Linked DNA regions of Mus musculus: region 2 is linked to region 1. The links are chromatin contacts, called in public Hi-C maps. All regions are on one chromosome and are shown on one strand. Each heading gives the region's core, a stretch centred on a gene start, on an enhancer-like site or on the middle of the called end of the contact. The rest is flanking DNA. Distances are from core to core; before and after follow the strand shown.

Evidence for each region. A called contact is a pair of places that touch in the nucleus more often than the background predicts.
Region 2: a contact with region 1 is called in a Hi-C map of cortical neurons, with 1.9 times the contacts expected there. The contact joins the enhancer-like site here to the promoter of C1ql3 in region 1. A contact is called at or near these places in 2 of 484 Hi-C or Micro-C datasets (cerebral cortex and cortical neurons), 2 of 115 datasets of contacts at active chromatin or transcription factors (embryonic stem cells and neural progenitor cells) and 2 of 9 other capture datasets (adipose tissue and pancreatic islet).

Annotation. Positions count from the first base shown.
Region 1 is chr2:13,008,164-13,012,431 of GRCm38.p6, reverse strand. C1ql3 (C1q-like 3) reads left to right here and starts at 1,568. Exons shown (of 2, transcript NM_153155.2): 1 at 1,568-2,172. The coding sequence starts at 1,585.
Region 2 is chr2:13,058,145-13,062,100 of GRCm38.p6, reverse strand. No RefSeq gene overlaps it. Among named protein-coding and RNA genes, the nearest start is that of C1ql3, 49 kb to the right of the region's middle. Within about 2 kb of position 1,445, at least 3 of the 459 cell types and tissues checked have an H3K27ac peak or open chromatin away from gene starts, as enhancers often do. A contact at or near this core is called in cortical neurons, where this site is marked.

The sequences.
Region 1 (4,268 bases), core at 319-2,818:
ACTTCTCCTGCACGCTGCATTTTTAAGCAAATGCAACTTCAAGTCCAATGATGGTGTCTCCTGAAGGGCTCTGCAACTGGAAGCCTCTGAGTCAAATGCACATGCATGCTCAAGCCCTTGGCACTTGTGAAAAGAACCAGCCCTCCTCCTTTTGGGCGGTGGGCAAGTTCATTTAAATCAAGAAATGTCCTTTGGTTTTTAAGTACACGTCACTGTTCTCATCTTATTTCATCTAGAAGGCTATGGAAGCAAATGCTAAGGTTAAAAAAAAAAGCACGCACATCTACTGTCTGGAAAATTGGAGAGAGCCCTCCTTATGTTAAAAGTGGCATTTTGAAAAACACCTGAAGCACTGATTGTGGATGAGCCAGAGGAGAAATGTTGTCATCAAACCTCCCTCCTTTCAACCTTCACTTCCACCTCCAACAAGAGCTGTTGGCACTGGGGAAATAGATTTAGGTGTGACCCTTGAGTCCTGAGAGCAGTTGCGCAGCTGTCTCCCTCCCCCTAGTATGACCAGCTAGGGCGCTGCCATCGTCTGGGCTAGACAAGGAAGTATTCAGGGTTTCACTGTTCATCCCTTGCTGAGAGGGGGGAGAGGCCGAAAAAAAAAAATCCCACATTGTCAGAGTAATGCCAAACTCTGTGTGAGTGGGATGAGCAGAGCAGATGCTGCAGAGAGATGCCAAAGCGGCTCCCCTTCCTCTGTGCCTTGGGTTCCTATAAATTGCTCCGGCGCGCGTTTGTCAGCCTCCTCTTCTCCTGGCAGGTGGTACCCAGGCAGAATTCTGCGTTCAGCTCTCTCGTTCAGCTTTTCGGCGGCGAGGCTCTCGATGCTGCTGGCTAGCTCCTATCTCCTCTGTCCCTGAGCTTCTCTGAGCCGCGGATCCTGCGAATTGCCATTGCTCCGCGCATCTCAGGGGCCTCCCGACCCCAAGCAACCGCAGCCCTCTAGGGTTGGGGGGTGCGTTTCTGTTGGAGTTGCAGGAGAAAAAGAAAGAAAGAAAGAAAGAAAAAAAAAAGAGACAAGGACAGACGAACCAAGCCAACAAAAGAAAAGCAAGAAGCAGAAAAAAAAAAAAGGGCAACTTCAGACAGAAAGTTGGTGAGAACTGGCGCAGTCTGCAAAAAAGGAAAAGTCGATCACGGGCAGCAGCGGCATAAAAGTGTGAGCTGCTCCGGACGAGCGCAGCAGGCGGCAGCTGGCTTTGCCCTCCGGGTGGCCGCTCCGGCACCCGCCGCAGCCACAGGTGCGAAGGGGCTGGCAGGAGGCGAGAGGGCGCCCTGAGCACCCCTCCCCCCAACCCCCACCCCCAGCTCGGGACTTCAGTTCAAGTCACTTGGCGCCCCAGCTCCCTCCCTAGCCGCAGCCTCAGCGGGGGGGAGCAGGAGCCGGTCAAGAGCGACCGGCGCGCGCCCGCCCAGGGGAGTTGGGGTTCGAAGGGGGATTGTTTTCGGCTCTGAAGAGGTCCCCGCCCAACCTTCAAAATTTTGTCCAAAAGCAGACAAGAGGATCGGCCCGCGCTGAGCCGGCTCGTGGGCAGCAGGAGGCGCCTGATCGCCGCCGGGGCGCTGGGGGTGGTGATGGTGCTTCTGCTGGTCATCCTCATCCCGGTGCTGGTGAGCTCGGCCGGCACGTCGGCTCACTACGAGATGCTGGGCACCTGCCGCATGGTCTGCGACCCCTATGGGGGCACCAAGGCTCCCAGCACCGCCGCCACTCCGGACCGGGGCCTTATGCAGTCCCTGCCCACTTTCATCCAGGGTCCCAAAGGCGAGGCCGGTAGGCCGGGGAAGGCAGGCCCGCGTGGGCCCCCGGGAGAGCCCGGACCGCCGGGCCCCGTGGGGCCCCCGGGCGAGAAGGGAGAGCCGGGTCGCCAAGGCTTGCCCGGCCCGCCTGGGGCGCCCGGCCTGAACGCGGCCGGGGCTATCAGTGCAGCCACCTATAGCACGGTGCCCAAGATCGCCTTTTACGCTGGCCTCAAACGGCAGCACGAAGGCTACGAGGTGCTCAAGTTCGACGACGTGGTAACCAATCTCGGAAACCACTATGATCCCACCACGGGCAAGTTCACCTGCTCCATACCGGGTATCTACTTCTTCACCTACCACGTCCTGATGCGCGGAGGGGACGGCACCAGCATGTGGGCTGATCTCTGCAAAAACAACCAGGTGAGCGCGGGCAGGCAGTGGGGAGGGCGGAGAAGGTGCTGACAAGAGGGAGGAGACCCCGGAAATGGGGGTGGGAGCCCGCGGAGGAAGGGTGCGGCAACCCGGCTCCCCGGGCTAAAGCGAGGGGGACTCTGTGACATGCTGGAAAGGCGGGGGTCATACGCAGAGGAGAGCGCCTTGCAGCCCAGACAAGGTAGTTTTAGGGTGCCAGAACCGTGCTCGGCGCGTGCAATTGAGAGCATAACCCTCGAGGGGCGAGAAACTGGGATCTTGGCCCCGGGGCCAACTCGTGAACTTGCAGCAACTGTCTTACAGCAGGCCGGGAATCCCTGGTCTGTGGCATTATCTGCAGTTTAGAGTCGCTTCCAGCCTTTTTCTGAGAATGTAGAAGGTTTCAGAAGCCCGAAATGGGCGTGTCAGGGCTCCAGATTCAGAGGAGATAGACCAGCATTCCGGGGAGGATGGAAGGACCCCAAGAGCGAGTCTCAGACAAGGCTGCCCAGGGCTCAGACAGCACTCTGCCGCGCGCATGTAATGGCATGGCCTTTGAGAGGCTTTGGGCGGTGAAACTCAATAGTCACTTTACACTCCAGTTAGTTTCCAAAGGAAGAACTGCTGGGAACAGAAAAAGTTGCATTTACACTGTAACAGTATAGCAGCTGGCATGCAAACACAGGAACCCCCACTCTTGGAGTAGGAAAAGGAACAAGAAAGTGGTCCGGGAAGTTGCCGGGTCAGAGCTCAGCCCTTTCACCACCCACTATCTCCAGGGCAGCGCGGCAGAGGCCCTTCCTAATCCTAGCCTACTTGATCACAGCTGCCTTGCCTGGCTTTGCATTGGCTGCAAAATAGCCTCATATGAGCCTGAATCAGGACCTGCTCTTCAGAGCTGGTAGGTGGTGCCACAAGGAACACTGGCTTGCAGTGCGGGCCAGGACTACTTTGCCTTTGTTAGAGTCAAGTCAGTGCAAAACCGAAGCATCTTTGTTCTTGTAGCCGCAGGGAGAAAATACACTTCTAACTACCTAAAAGTGTAATCAGACCTTCTGCACAGTCCAAGTAGCAGGCACCCGGTGGTGAGGCCTTCGTACTGGTAGCCAACTGTGCTAGCTGAGTTCCTGAGCCCTACACTTTGCTTACTGACCAACAAGAAGAAAGATCCCGCGTCCCTGTCATCACCTTCAAGATACCTCGTTTCACGCAGTAATTTTGACTTATCAAGGGCCGGCGTGCTCTAGGTCTTTGGTCCCCTGAAAATTCAGATATTATCTAGACGCAATTTTCTACTGAGCACCTTTAGGGCTTTCTTTCTTTCTTTCTTTCTTTCTTTCTTTCTTTCTTTCTTTCTTTCTTTCTTTCTTTCTTTCTTTCTTTCTTTCTTTTCCTTCCTTCCTTCCTTCCTTCCTTCCTTCCTTCCTTCCTTCCTTCCTTTTACTCAAGACTCATTTTAGTGTCAGATTTTTTCCAAAGGTAAAAGATGAATGTCCTAATTATGATACACTTTTAAAAGGTATCTTCTTTTCTGCAAATCCCTTCAAAGAACACCCAGGACACTAGGAATAATACAAAATTTAAAAAAAAATTAAAAATGAAAAAAAAATAAAAAGAAAACATGGCCACCAGGAGGCACTGGCAGGGTTGTTCATTACAGTTATTATGCATGAAAGCAGTATTAAGAGAAATAAAAATTGTTCCCTGGACAATGGGCTAGGTAGTTGCAGGAATGTGGCTACAAAGGACATGACTCACTATACGAAAATAGATGTGCTGTGTCTGGCTGACCAAATAACTTATGAAGTGGCCCCCAGCAGGTAGCTCTCAGACTCAAAAGTTAGGTCTGTAAAACACTACTATACTAAAAATATGTTTTTAGAGTCACTCATTAAAATGTACAAATGGTCTCATTTTGTCAACAATATAGAAATGGTAATTTAAAAAAGAGCTGGAGATTGCAAATGTAAGAAGCCTTAGGAAGAAGCGCAACAGAGTCAGACATTGGTAGTTAGATTGTAAAGTCTATGCATGTAGCAGCGAGTAGAAGTCCTCAGAATATGAGTTCTAAAATTAAAAGGTACATGTGTTTTCTTTTTAAGCCA
Region 2 (3,956 bases), core at 196-2,695, 50 kb before region 1:
AGAAGAGATAATGTACTGTTTTCTCCCCCTTTCTATTCTCCCAGTTTGGGCTGAATTTCACATTCCTTCCTTCCCCTGCTATCTCTTTCAGCTCTTGACACCCTCCGTTTCCAAGTCAAGGTTACAGGCTCCTCCAAGAGATCCCTCAGTAAGAGGGATCTTGAGCTAATGAAAGAAGAGTGTCCTCCCTAAGAGCATGTGGAGAGATTGGAGGAGAAGACCTAGAATAGGCTTCCTCAGGGGGACCTAAGTGGAGAACGACTAGGAGAAAGGGTAGAGTAGCAGAAACTCTCACTATTGAAATTCAAGTCAATACAATAGCTCAAGCCGTTAACAACCAGAGCCACAAGTGCACCCAGTGCTATTTGAAGGAATAGATAGTAATGCTGAAATCTCCCTCACGCTTCCATTTGTCGTATGCAAATTACCTTTAGCTGCCTTTGCCCTCCAGACATACGATCTGATGTTGTTCCCTTAAGGGACTCAAAGCACGGTAACAAGTATGGTATTGATCCCTGCCACTCACACCAACCTCTCCAGCCAGTAATACAGAACAAAGCAGTGGGCATCTTTGAGGCAGGGAAGTTGAAAATGGTGGAAGATTTTAAAATGGTGTTGTCTGCCATAATTTGAAGCTTAGATCTGTCTGTGGTATAAGTAGTTGTTAAGCATTAGTAACAAGCCTTGGCTAAATCCCACCACTTAAAAAAGGTACCCTGGGAGGACTCACTGAAGCATACAGAGCCACCAAAGGGTTCTGCTCTCGATGGAGAGGGTTCACAACTGGGAAGAGTTGGTGACAGATGAGAACTATAGAGGCAGTTCAAAGGCTGTGCTTCTTGAAACATTTTAATGTTCTACCTCCGCTGGAATCATCTGTGTCCAAAATAACAAATGGCCCATACTTTTTCCCCCCTCTGGACTTTGGGAGGCTAGATTTTTTTTTTTTGAAGTAGGTGGAAATTGGCATGGAAATCACTAAAGAGGTCTAGAGAAAATAAAATCAGCCACTCAGAGCTGCCAGCAGCCCCTGTATCCCCTCTCAACTGCTATTTCCATGGCAGAGGATTTTTTTCCCCTTCATTTTAAAACATTCTGGGATATTTTCATGGTGTTGTGGCTAACCATTTTTAGTCAGTTAAAAAATGCCTTCATCACCTCCCACCAGGAAACTCACGGAACACACTGTCGGGGATGCTGAAAGTTTTCTCCATTTTCTTTTCAAAAATATTAATGGTGAGCATTAAAAAGGAAGGAGATGCATCTCATTTGCCTTTCAGAAAGTATAGCCAGACATTAACTGTTGCACCTGTACCTGTGACTGCAGGTATGGGCAGAGCCATCGTGAGTGTCAGGGCTGGTGCCAGGCTCTTCATCCCATGGAGTAGGTGCAAAGAAGGTGCCACCCTGTGCGAGTGCCATAGGATTTGGGTGGGATGGCTCAAACTGACAAAATTAAAATGCTGTGGCTCTCAAACAGAAGGAGAGCTGGTGCCTGGTGGGTGAGGTAAGAGGAGCTGAGAACAGAAAACTCGGCTTGGCATGAGGAAGGGAGCCAGCATGCCTGCTGATTAGCAGTGGTGGAGCACAGTTTCTATTTTGTCCCTTCTCAGTTTTCATCTCCTTCTAGTGATGAAACTCAGGGTTGTCTTCTTTGCATCCAGCTTCCCTCTAAGACAAGGAGAGAGTGACTGTGGCTGTAAGTGAAAGAGCGTCCCACGATGGTCTGGGATGGTCTTATTGCTTCTCCAGGCAGACTGAACAATCTAGGAAGCCCTTTTGCACTTAGGAGAAACTGTGAGTTGGTGAGAGGTGACATGAATTGTTCTGCTATGCTCTCTAAAGCACAGGAAGGCCCAATAGTGCCCAACTTTCATAGTGCTTCGAGCCTTTAATATACTTCCTCATGTTGTGATGACCCCAACCATTAAATTATTTTTGTTGCTATTTCATAACTATAATGTTGATGCTGTTATAGATCATAATGTAGATCCCTGTGTTTTCTCTTGGTCATAAATGACCCTTATGAAAGTGTCATTCAACACTCAAAGGGGTCGTGTCCCAAGGGTTGATAATCACTGGCCTAAAGGCTCCAGACAAGAACAAGATCCCAGGTAGTAGGCACTGCTGTTCTCCCCCATGGTGGCTCAAAATGTAAACGAATGCAATAGGAATTTTTTTTTCCTTTTGCTAATGAGATCAAGAAAGCAAATGGTGGGGGAGGGGCAACAAAAGCAAAATCCGGAGAAATCCATCCTTTATAGAAAGACTTTGGGGAGCAGTAGAAACACAGAGAGACCCTACCTACAAAAGAAGGTAGAAGGACAGGACTCACTCTCAGAGCTGTTCTCTGACTTCCACATGCAGGTATTAACATTTTCATTGATTTCTAGTTTTTCTATAAAAGCTTTGCATCCGTAAGCATCATGGAGTTTTTGTCATGTTCTTCATGTTCTTTGTTTTCTGAGTTTATCTGTGACATTAACCTCCAGCTGAAAGCAGGCAGATTGTTTAGGCTTCCAGTGACTCTTATAAATGTCACCTCCAACTCCGCATTCATTGTACAAGAAAGGAATTTGTTTTTTGTTGTTGTTTGTTTGTTTTGTTTTGTTTTTTCGAGGCAGGGTTTCTCTGTGTAGCCCTGGCTGTCCTGGAACTCACTTTGTAGACCAGGCTGGCCTCGAACTCAGAAATCCGCCTGCCTCTGCCTCCTGAGTGCTGGGATTAAAGGTGTGAGCCACCACACCCGGCATACAAGAAAGGAATTTACTACCTGTAGGAGACATCTAAAAGCTATTGCACAGACAGTGAAGCCCAAGATTTTCATTTCCTTCCTTACTTTCACACTCTGGAAAGATTTGTCAACAAAGATACGTGATCAGTGTTGGGCAGTGCATGACTAAATTTTGTTGTTAAAGTTCTAGGCATCTCTCAAAATTCATAAATGGATGTCTTGACCATGAGGCCCTAATGGAAATAGGGTGATTATGGTTGTCACATGTTCATGAGATCATAAAGGATCGGGTCACTATCCAACATTACGGTCATTGTTATGAATGTGTGTGTGTGTGTGTGTGTGTGTGTGTGTGTGTGTGTGTGAGAGAGAGAGAGAGAGAGAGAGAGAGACAGAGACAGAGACAGAGACAGAGAGACAGAGAGAGACGGGGAGAGAGAGAGAGAGAGAGAGAGAGAGAGAGAGAGAGAGGAAGAAGGAAGAGGAGGAAGAAGAAAAGTAGGAGCAGCCGAGGAAATACAGTGAAGAAACATATCAAGGAGATGTCCAAAGATTCCATTGGAAGAGTCTTCAGAACTGGCAGAAGAAACCAGCCCTAACATCTGTCACCTTGATTTCAGATCTGTAGCCTCCAGAGTTTCAAGGCAATATATTTGTTATTTTACTTCCTCAGCATTTAAAGATTTTCTTTTCTTTTCTTTTTGGATTTTTTTATAGGTATTTATTTCATTTACATTTCCAATGCTATCCCAAAAGTCCCCCACCCACCCACTCCTACTTCTTGACCCTGGCATTCCCCTGTACTGAGGCATATAAAGTTTGCATGTCCAATGGGCCTCTCTTTCCAATGATGGCCGACTAGGCCATCTTCTGATACATATGCAGCTAGAGACATGAGCTCAGGGCGGAGGGTGGGGGGGACTGCTGGTTAGTTCATATTGTTGTTCTACCTATAGGGTTGCAGATCCCCCCAGCTCCTTGTGTACTTTCTCTAGCTTTGCCATTGGGGGCCCTGTGTTCCATCCAATAGCTGACTGTGAGCATCCACTTCTGTGTTTGCTAGGCCCTGGCATAGTCTCACAAGAGACAGCTATATCAGGGTCCTTTCAGCAAAATCTTGCTAGTGTATGTAATGGTGTCAGCATTTGGAGGCTGATTATGGGATGGATTCCCAGGTATGGCAATCTCTAGATGGTCCATCCTTTTGTCTCAGCTCCAAACT